Linked DNA regions of Bombyx mori: region 1 is linked to region 2. Evidence: chromatin contacts called from public Hi-C data. All regions are on one chromosome and are shown on one strand. The core of a region is the stretch at or near the end of the contact, and the rest is flanking DNA. Distances in the headings are between cores, read along the strand shown.

The links. A called contact is a pair of places that touch in the nucleus more often than the background predicts.
Region 1: a Hi-C map of midgut shows a contact between it and region 2, with 2.0 times the contacts expected there. The contact joins two enhancer-like sites. A contact is called at or near these places in 4 of 7 Hi-C or Micro-C datasets (midgut, posterior silk gland and whole pupa).

What each region holds. Positions count from the first base shown.
Region 1 is chr5:2,835,909-2,841,253 of ASM3026992v2, forward strand. All of the region lies in intron 1 of LOC101741547 (solute carrier organic anion transporter family member 74D), which reads right to left. Among protein-coding and RNA genes, the nearest start is that of LOC101741547, 20 kb to the right of the region's middle. Within about 2 kb of position 2,168, at least 6 of the 8 cell types and tissues checked have open chromatin away from gene starts, as enhancers often do.
Region 2 is chr5:2,789,883-2,795,425 of ASM3026992v2, forward strand. LOC101741547 (solute carrier organic anion transporter family member 74D) reads right to left here. Exons shown (of 11, transcript XM_012695706.4): 3 at 3,614-3,754. Among protein-coding and RNA genes, the nearest start is that of Mir3367, 16 kb to the right of the region's middle. Within about 2 kb of position 1,394, at least 8 of the 8 cell types and tissues checked have open chromatin away from gene starts, as enhancers often do.

The DNA.
Region 1 (5,345 bases), core at 918-3,417, 47 kb after region 2:
TATTAAAAAAAACCGCATCAAAATCCGTTGCGTAGTTTTAAAGATTTAAGCATACATAGGGACAGACAGATATAGGGACAGAGAAAGCGACTTTGTTTTATACTATGTAATGATAATTTGTGACCGACCACAATTTATTAGCACAAATGAAATCATTCTGTCCTGATTTCGTTAATTTTATACGAAGGTGAAACGTTAACGAAAACAACAAATTACAAAGTAAATCTCGGTTGAGTTCGTTAAAATTGTTTTTGGGAAGTTCATGACGAGTCTACAAATTGAACCATCCATTAGGTACATGAAAATGTTTAAGGCCACAAAACGACGTCGTCCTAATTTGGTTTAAGTAATCTCTCGAGACATTCCGTGTGTTTAATTAACCAAAACATTAAACGCTTTGTACATTTTTAAGACTGATAAAAAAACCCGTATATACCAGACCGGGATTCTCAACTCAATGATTCATGGAGCATAAAAATTATGAGGCTCCTTTTGAAGCGTAACGCAAACGTACAATTTTTATTTATTGCTTGGACGTGTGGACGAGCTCACAGCCTACCTGATGTTAAGTGGTTACTGGAGCCCATAGACATCTACAACGTAAATGCGCCACCCACTTTGAGACATAAGTCCTAAGGTCTCAGTATAGTTACAACGGCTGTCCCACCATTCCAACAGAAACGCATTACTGCTTCACGGCAGAAATTGGCGGGGTGGTGGTACCTACCCATGCGGACTCAAAAGAGGTCCTACTACAAGTAAAGAGCAAGCATTTGTTTTTTTAACATTTCATAAAGAACTTATTATTTTCGGTAACATTTTTATATTGAAAAACAGGATCGTGTTATCGAAACGCGGTAAATATATTCATTCCAATAATATTTCGTAACGTTTGGATAAAGGGAGATATCACTGTTTGCATTGGCAACGTGAATTACATACATATGTATATGTCTGTTTATTTATTGGGAATTTTTGGAACGAAGTACCTTATGGGACGATGCGGTCGGGTACACTAACCGGGAAAAAACGTCCGTAACGTAATATTTTTATTATTTATGTATAGTCTTAGTATGATAGCTATACAGTATATAATGTATAGTCTAAGTGATGACGGTTATTATTATTATTGATATAAATAGCTGTTTCTTTGTTGTATATTATTATATATTTTTTATAAATCATTTTGAATAAAATAAAGTTGATAATTTTGTAAAGTAGTTTTATTTTTATTAAATAATTAGTTTCTTTATACCTCGAATAGAACTTAAAATTAATATTTTTATAATAAGGTACTTCGTTCCCATCCGGTGTCCCACGACACCACACATCTTTTTTTATCATTTTACGCTACACGACAAAGTTTAAAACCAAAAGGATGCTAATAAAACACAACTAATGTAACTTTCATTAATGAAATCTGACTTGAAACGGGTATTCTCTCCGCGAATAACCCCAGACCTATGTCGTGCCTGTACGCGACAAAACACACGCACCGATCTCCAGCACTGATATGTTAATTTTATTGCACCAGCTTAAAAAAGATCCCAACCGGTTTTTTTATTTATTTCGAAAAGGAACGTAAGTGACACAAAATTACGACCTTCATGCGCATACAAACATACAGAGTGCCGATGTTTAAAAACGAGAACCTACAAAAAAAAAATTAAACATATTTACGAGTTTCTATATCATCGAAAAAAAAAAAAAAACAATATGTAAATGTTAGAGCATCTAAACGATATTTTACGATACGAATTTTGAAACTGAACATTTGCATGTATTTCATAACTGCTTGCGTAATATATCTAAATGGTCTAGTTCGAAACGCGAACGATCAAAAGTATCAACTTGTGACTTACGAAGATTTTCGGCGACGATATGACGATCCTCTGCAAACACTGGACGCACGTTGAAATTCGCGGATATGATCTAATGTGTAACGATACGACGCGGTTTATAATGGCTCCAGTTTTTATTTCGTTTAGAACCGGTAGTCTGTCCGAGGGGCCTCAACGCTCCGGGGGTATCACTTATCAATCGTTATTCCGATGATTATTGGCGGTAATTTGTTACCGAATGGCGTCGCGTTTCGCGTGCTGGCCGACCACGGAGTGCCGGCATGGAGGCGTCGCTCTTGTAAACAAAACGTACTGGTGGGGGCCACGCCGAAAAGCCTGGTCGAATAGTCACCGCTCACTTACGTCACAGCTCCTCTGTACCGATCTTACCGAGTGAGAATGCGTTCCGAATTTCCTAACCCAGAAACGGCTATCTTCAGTCACCCCCTCGTAAAAATATGATCAAATGCACTAAATACTGATTAATAATTCCTATTTTTTTTTTTTTTATTACCCTTGTAGGCAAACGAGCATACGGCCCACCTGATGGTGAGTGGTTACCGTCGCCCATGGACTTCAGCAATGCCAGGGGCAGAGCCAAGCCGCTGTCTACCGCTTAATACTCTCCACAAGCCTCGTTTGAAGAAGGACATGTCATAGCGCTCGGGAAACACCGTGGAGGTGAGCTCATTCCATAGCCGGATGGTACGTGGCAAAAAAGACCTCTGGAAACGCACTGTGGATGACCGCAGTGGCTCCAGGTAGTATGGATGAACTCTACTCCGGTGGCGGGCGGTGCGATGGTAAAAACGAGATGCCGGTATCATCTCGAACAATTCCTCAGAGCACTATTTTAGCTTATCGAGCAGTCCTGTTCATTTGCTGACAGTAAAATTACACGCGAACCTAAATAATACATAGAGGCGAGTCTAATGGACCGACAGATAATGAGGTTATCAACCACAAAAAGGTTATTTCTAAGGCAAAATCGTTTTCGGTATTACACTAAAATAAGAAACAGAGGAATTATGATAATAATTTTATCCGAGAAAAGCCGTTATCATAATTGAAACTAGCGAATTATTTCCACATTAGTTATAAAATTTTATTGAACTCATTTGAAAAAGTCAATAGGAAACTCACTTGTTTTACAAATATCATAATGCTTATTCAAACGCATTCATTATTATAAAAATAAAAACCTTCATCCGTCCTAATGTATTCCTCAAATAAACAAGTCACTCAACAGTCACCCTTCGAACACAGACCTTCTGTAGCAGTTCAGAAACCTTTTCGCGTCTAAAGAAACCGTTGCAGAAAATAAAAAATTGTTTTGTTATTAATAGTTCTCCATTTATTTGTCGTCAGAAGAAAAAAAAATACATTTTTCAAAGAACAAATTCAGCTGAGTATACTCGGGGTTCTCTAACCACACACGAAGGCTGTGTTTACTGAAACAAGATCGTTCGTGAACTATTAAATCCCGTCAAAACAAAACCCTTTGTTATTATTTTTTTCAGATCTTTGTTGTAAAAAGGACCAACGGACACCGAACATAAAACACAAATCTATTTTTAGAGGTTTTTTAACCTTATCACTGTTGTAAGTAAACGCTTTAATTCGGCGACATTATTTTTTTCCTTTGTTGGGACCTCTTGTGAGTCCGCACGGGTAGGTACCACCACCCTGCCTATTTCTGCCGTGAAGCAGTAATGCGTTTCGGTTTGAAGGGCGGGGCAGCCGTTGTAATTTTACTGAGACCTTAGAACTTATATCTCAAGGTGGGTGGCGCATTTACGTTTTATATGTCTATGGGCTCCAGTAACCACTTAACACCAGGTGGGCTGTGAGCTCGTCCACCCATCTAAGCAATAAAAAAAAATAATATAAAAACCATTCATTGTTAGCATGTTTGATGAATTGGACATTAAGAGGGAGCTTAGGGCTTTGGCTGTGAGAGCTAACATGCTCGCCCGCAGATTCGCACGGTGTAAGGATGAAGTCAAGCACACACTATTTAGGGCATATTGTCAGTCCTTTTACACCTGCAGTCTGTGGACTGAGTACACTCAAAAGACGTTTGGAGCCCTGCGCGTCCAATACAACAAGGGCTTCAAGGCACTGATGGGGCTGTCTCGGTACTGTAGCGCGTCGACGATGTTTGCGGAGGCTCACATAGATGGCTTTTACGCGATCATTCGTAAGCGCGTGGCCTCCGCGTGGTGCCGGCTCCGGGTCAGCCCGAACAGCCTCCTGGCCGCGATAGGGAGTCGCTATTGCTGCCCTATACTGAGGCACTGGAATGAAGTCCATGTTGGCTCAAGACCAGCCATGGTCAATGCAAAATTTTTTTTTTTTTTTTTATTGCTTAGATGGATGGACGAGCTCACAGCCCTCCTGGTGTTAAGTGGTTACTGGAGCCCATAGACATCCACAACGTAAATGCGCCACCCACCTCGAGATATAAGTTCTAAGGTCTCAGTATAGTTACAACGGCTACCCCACCCTTCGAACCGAAACGCATTACTGCTTCACGGCGGAAATAGGCGGGGTGGTGGTACCTACCCGTGCGGACTCACAAGAGGTCCTACCACCAGTGATTACGCAAATTATAATTTTGCGGGTTTGGTTTTTATTACACGATGTTATTCCTTCACCGTGGAAGTCAATTGTGAACATTTGTTGAGTACGTATTTCATTAGAAAAATTGGTACCCGCCTGCGGGATTCGAACACCGGTGCATCGCTACATACGAATGCACCGGACGTCTTATCCTTTAGGCCACGACGACTTCTATAATAAAATGAACTGCTTTTTTTAAAGAAAGATTTTGTATTACTAACACTACATATGGAATTTAATTCTGAAAAAAAAAAGTATTATTATTATTTTTGTATTGTGTTTCTCGAAATACTTAAGATATTTCGGTATAATGAAGATCACGGGCCTATGCCAAGTGAGCTTCATTTTCTACTTGCAGAATATTTATGTCTTCCTGCAAGAATTGACGGACTATGCGGCATGTGTTTAATATTGCGGCTTTTTGCATGGTCATGTACGTGTTCTCGGCTATGTCTAATATTTTTAAAGATTGGAGTAGGTGTTTAGGTATAACGCCTGTACTGGATAGCACCAGTGGTACGATTTCGGACGGACTTTGTTCATTTTCCAGATTCTTAAAATTTCTTCCTTTAATTCTGTATATTTATTTACTTTTTCAGCTATTGATTTCTGTATATTATTGGTGTTAGGAACTGCTATGTCTATTATATTATTATTGTTTCGTCCGTGACACAATAATGCCTATCGAGATACTAATAAAACATAAATTAGTATTGAAGTTTCACTGTTGGATGCGTGCCGCGGCAAGGCGGTTCGGCAGTTCCCAATCACGGGACCGCTGGTTTGAGAGGCTCACACTACCGTTCGACTTTACTTAATCGGATATAATATGTACATACATATGAGACCGTCAGCGCAAAAGTGGCCTGAGCTTACTATAGT
Region 2 (5,543 bases), core at 144-2,643:
TATATATTCATAATAATTTTCACAAAAATATGGAGGAACAAAACAATTTTGATACTTAAAACTTAAAACCTCAAACTAGAAAACTCAGAGAGGGTCAACTTTTTTCGAAAAGGATAACGTCCCCTTAATTTATTTCTAATTTTTTTTTTCCTCCTCAAATTAATATCTAAAGTACGATTGGTTAGAAGTCTTGTCGGTTCGCTATCAGCCACGCAGTAAACACATTGCCCGATCTGCCAAGGCTGGATTGCTTTTTCTCCTATCGACACCTAATCACGTAAAAGGTGGATGAGGAGAGTCGAAGACCGGGCTCAGTGGTGTGGATTGGGAGAGGCCTATGTCCAGAACTGGATGATTGTGGGCTATGATGATGATGATAATGAATCACGCAAGATCGACCATAGTATGTACATGGGCTTCCGTAACCACTTAACATGCTCACCTACGCCAATTACAAAGGTAAGGCCTCCTAGGTAACCGATTACCGATTACATGTGTACATTCCTTAATATTTATTACATTATAGAAGTTTGTTATGAGAGTCATGGTAAAACATAATGCAAATATTTAATTTAATCTCGACTCGTACGTTTTGTACCCTAATGAATACCATAAACAGATTTATTATTCTTGCAAATAAAACATGCAAAGGATATCATCAAGCAACAATGTGCCGAATAAAAAATCGCTAACGAACAAACAGAATTCGTGGCTAACTTATATGGACCAGTCATTCGCTGTGTACACAACGTATCAGAGCTATGGAATATTCTAATTAGCAGAATTATCGTACCTCTAGCGGTACGATCAGATGAAACGTTAATCAATTCGAATTCGTAACTAGATTAGAAATACCTTGAGTCTCGCTGTGAATTTATTATATATATATATATATACGAACCGGTAACCGATCGTTAAATTGGAGCACAAGGATTTCCCGTTCGCGTGAGGAGCTATTCCAAATATTTCCAAGTTTGAAAACACAATTACAAGCGATAGATGCAAACAGAAAACATTTGCGCGTTCACAAGGCCGGCCGGTCGACGATCAGTCAAGGGCGTTCGCTAGACACTGTACGTATCCACCGTAGATACGTCCACGTTATTTTTACGTTCGCTCAATTGAGAAAGCGGAGAATCGGGTGGTGTATCAAAGTATCCGATACTAGAAAAATATAGACGAGATAGAAAGACGAAGGTCAACTCGTAACCGGTTTAAAAGTAAAAGTGAGCGCGGCGGCGGCGCGGTCGCGTGTCCACCCACTAAATCCTCATTACGGGCATCGTCGAAGGCATAATTGTCGGCAACAAGGCGCGCTCAGCCTTGGCCGTGACCGGGCACGCATAGTGCTTATTTTAGCGATCGTGACGCGGCGTGATGTAACACTCGTTATGTAACTGGCGGCGTGCGCTGCGACGCTGCGTGACGCCGCACTATCCCACCCGAGAAAAAGCGAAAGCATCTCGGGAATGCGAAAAATACGATCAGTAATGCCCGCTGCGGATACATCGCCACTCCGACGCGCGTGAACTCATCAACGTATCCAAATAAATGAACGATGCACGCGTAACAACTGTCGTACAGTGTGCGCAATTCATCATGGTGAAATAAATACAAGATCGCCCCGAACACCCCTTTCCGAGAAACGATTACATTGAATTCAGAACTTGATTAATGCCGAATGAGGGAAGCTTGTAATGAGTATCGATTATCGTGTTGCAACATGCGATTTGTATGTTCATTACCCGTTGAGAAAATTTATTTTTATTCAATACAAAAGCGGTGTGAAATGCCATAGGTAAACGACATCGCAGTATCATGGCTAAGATTAACAAGCTACAACAAGATTATCTACAAATTAATTGGTCGGGCCACCGTTCTATGCAGTTTCATCCGTATTTATATATCTTTTTATAAATTAATTATTCACTGATTATTATTGGAAACCCGACGTGCGCTTTTAGAGCATAATTTTAATGTAAATCCCATTCATTCGAATGTAAATCATCATTTGACTATTAATTATGTATCAGAGGTATGCATAATGCAACAATTTTATATTACTATAGTTTTGTACATTGTACGAAACTGTCATATTAAAATTCAGAACTTCATTCATGAGCGGACGGGAGTGGGACAATAAGGAAATACGCGGAAACCGTTCTACGCGTATTTGCGAATTCACGTAATTGACAGTCGGGACACGGTCGCGGCAAATTTCTACAGATTTAAGATACAAACGCCCAAACTGTCACCTATCAAATTTGAACCTTGTAACAATGTAAATAAGGGGACGGGCCTCAATGGTGATTTGCAAAATGTAAGCGAGCGCTCGGTGCGCAAGCGAAGTTGCGTTGGCAATTTGGTCACGCGCGTGCTTTCTTCGTGGGTTTTGCGCGCAAATCTGTTTAAACGCTTCGATAACGGTAGATGGTGGCGGCGCGAAGGAATGCCACAATTTCCAAAGCGACACTCGACGACAATGCAACACTTTACAATTGTTTACATTCAAAATTTCAGCGTGTCATGAAGTTTTTCTTAAACACAACCAATCGAACCATTTGAACGACTATCTTGTCGCTTGGTTCACTCTAATAATATTTTTTTTTTATTGCTTAGATGGTTGGACGAGCTCACAGCCCACCTGGTGTTAAGTGGTTACAGGAGCCCATAGACATCTAGAACGTAAATACGCCACCCACCTTGAGATACAGGTTCTAAGGTCTCAAGTATAGTTACAACGGCTGCCCCACCCTTCAAACCGAAACGCATTACTGCTTCATGGCACAAATAGGCATTTTATCTGCCTAGCAACAAAATTCATGTAATTAAATCAAAACGAACGCTTAAAATATTCTACAAACGAACAATTAATGAGTTAGCGTGAAACGAAACAGCGTGTATTATGTGATGGTAGTGCAGTCGTACGCTATTGGCTGACAAGTTAATTAGAAATGGATATTATGCGTGTTGGACGGTAACCGCACGCTTGCACGGAGCCTCGGCCTAATGAGTCGTAATTGCAGGTAAAAGGACGCAAGTTGTCATGCGCGAAACTGTCGAAGCGGCCGGCCGGTCTCTACGACAAGTGCTTTGCGAATTTGAAAAGTCACTAAGAGCCTGGAAGGCGTAAATTAACCGGTTACCATACTAGAAGACATGCAGTGTGCTTGGTGTGAGTTTTTTAACGTTCTCGTTAGCGTAAAAGTTAAGCCAATTTTGTATGCAGTTGGAACAGCGCCCCTACCGGCAAACGTACGCAAACGATCCCATTCCATACAAATATGAGTTAACTTTTACGCTATCGAGAACGTTAAGAAACTCGCACTAAGCACACTGAATTACAGAATTAATTGAAGCTACGTGAGTTGTCACTGGTGGGTCATTGAGCAAAACGACTAAATCACTCGACATACAGCCTTTGTTATCTGAACTGCGGTTTAAAATATCAATCGTGAATCTAGTAGGCAGACGAACGTATGGCCCACCTAATGGTGAGTGCTTACCGTCGCCCATGGGCTTCAGCAATACCAGGAGCAGAGCCAAGTCGCTGCCTACCGTTAAGTACTAAGTGCTGAAATAGATAAATGTTTATAAAAATAATTAGACTTACCGAGCCACCATGCGCCGACCCATTTTGGGTCGCTGGAATCGAATCCTGGATCGACTAGAGGATTGACGTAGACCCTCGTGCAAAACGCACCGAGCATGAATCCCAGCGCCGGTCCGATCACCCTGATGCCAATCGTGATAGCTGATGACAACAATAAAAAAATATATAAATACAACATCTCTATTTAATTGTCAGGTTACTTTATAATTTAACGCAAATTTATGAGCATTCATCTAGACATAAACCTATACAATCGAAACAAAATATGAAAATGTCCAAGCACAATGAACAACAACTAAGCATGCTATTTCTCACGAGACATTTAATCTTATTACATTAAAATTATCAGAATCGATTGCAACACACATCTTAAAAAAAATACTTTCACACTTGAACGCTCTACTGAGTAACAGTGATTCTTCAAGATCTACTGAACAATTCTAATTAGTATTAAAACAATCGCAGATGGAAAGATTGTTGCTATGTAAAACGCGAGGGTTCGCCTTAGAGAACGGACCGCGGTCGTTTATCTCAATAGGGCTAGGGCACGGGGGCTAATTGCGGGTCATTGAACCGGTCACAATAAATTAACGTATGAAGTATTGGCGATGTCAACGATCCTTTGGCATTCGACGCGCATCCACTTGTCGAACGCAACACGTGATCGAGCGACGCGTCAACAAACAACTCGACTCCTATGTAAATTCATTTAATTACAATTTAATGCGATTCATTTGCAAGCAGAGTTTATTTATTACACACGACCACACCTCCGCCGGACAAATATTGAAGGCGCGCGTTTACAGTATTTTAATTTTACTATCTAATTTATTAATGGAACGGACGACAGTTAGGATATTTCTTTTTCTAAATGTTCATCCATTAATTATAAATTTAATCCAAATTCTTATTACGATTCGAAATATATTTTTTATGTTGAATAATAACGTAATTAATCATATGATAATTTTCATATTTTAGAGAATATGTTCGCAATCCTATAAAAGTTACGAATTTGCTTTTTTTTTATTGCCCTTGTAGGCAGACGAGCATACGGCCCACATGATGATGAATGGTTTACGTCGTCCATGGACTTCAGCAATACCAGGGGCAGAGCAAACCCGCTGCCTACCGATCTTTTCTCATTAATCAAGCAAAAACAATAATTAACTCTCCATACTTTAAAGAACTTTTTTTTTTTTTATTGCTTAGATGGATGGGCGATCTCACAGCCCACCTGGTGTTAAGTGGTTACTGGAGCCCATAGACATCTACAACGTAAATGCGCCACCCACCTCGAGATATAAGTTCTAAGGTCTCAGTATAGTTACAACGGCTACCCCACCCTTCGAACCGAAACGCATTTCTGCTTCACGGCGGAAATAGGCGGGGTGGTGGTACCTACCCGTGCGGACTCACAAGAGGTCCTACCACCAGTGAAAAGTTCACCAGTTCGTTGACAGGTGCCAAATGCAACGTATCACAAAACGGCCCCATCAAAATGATAATCAATAAAGTACTTGTAGCGCTCATCGACACTATCTCGATGGGCCGAGGGAGAAGTTTTGAGTCACGAAAGGACTGTCCCAGATAACGAAATTAAATCGAAACCAGTTATAATAAAATAACGAAGAACCGCTCCGGGTTCGGTGACCGGCAAACAATCAGGTACTTAGGGTTCTGAATGTAATCTTTCCGAGAAGCGGACAGCCATCGTTTGCCAAAAAACCAATGTGCGTTCAACTCGCGCGCTGATTATCGAACATGCAATATCCTATTGTGTTTTTATTTATTGAAACAGTACTCATATTTGTTACTAAAACTCCGGCTGCATCTTATCTTATCTGTGCACCAGCAAAGCGATAATCCCTGATCGCCCAATAGTAATTCTGCCACATTAAGACGTCACAACAAGGCTGCAAATGCAAAT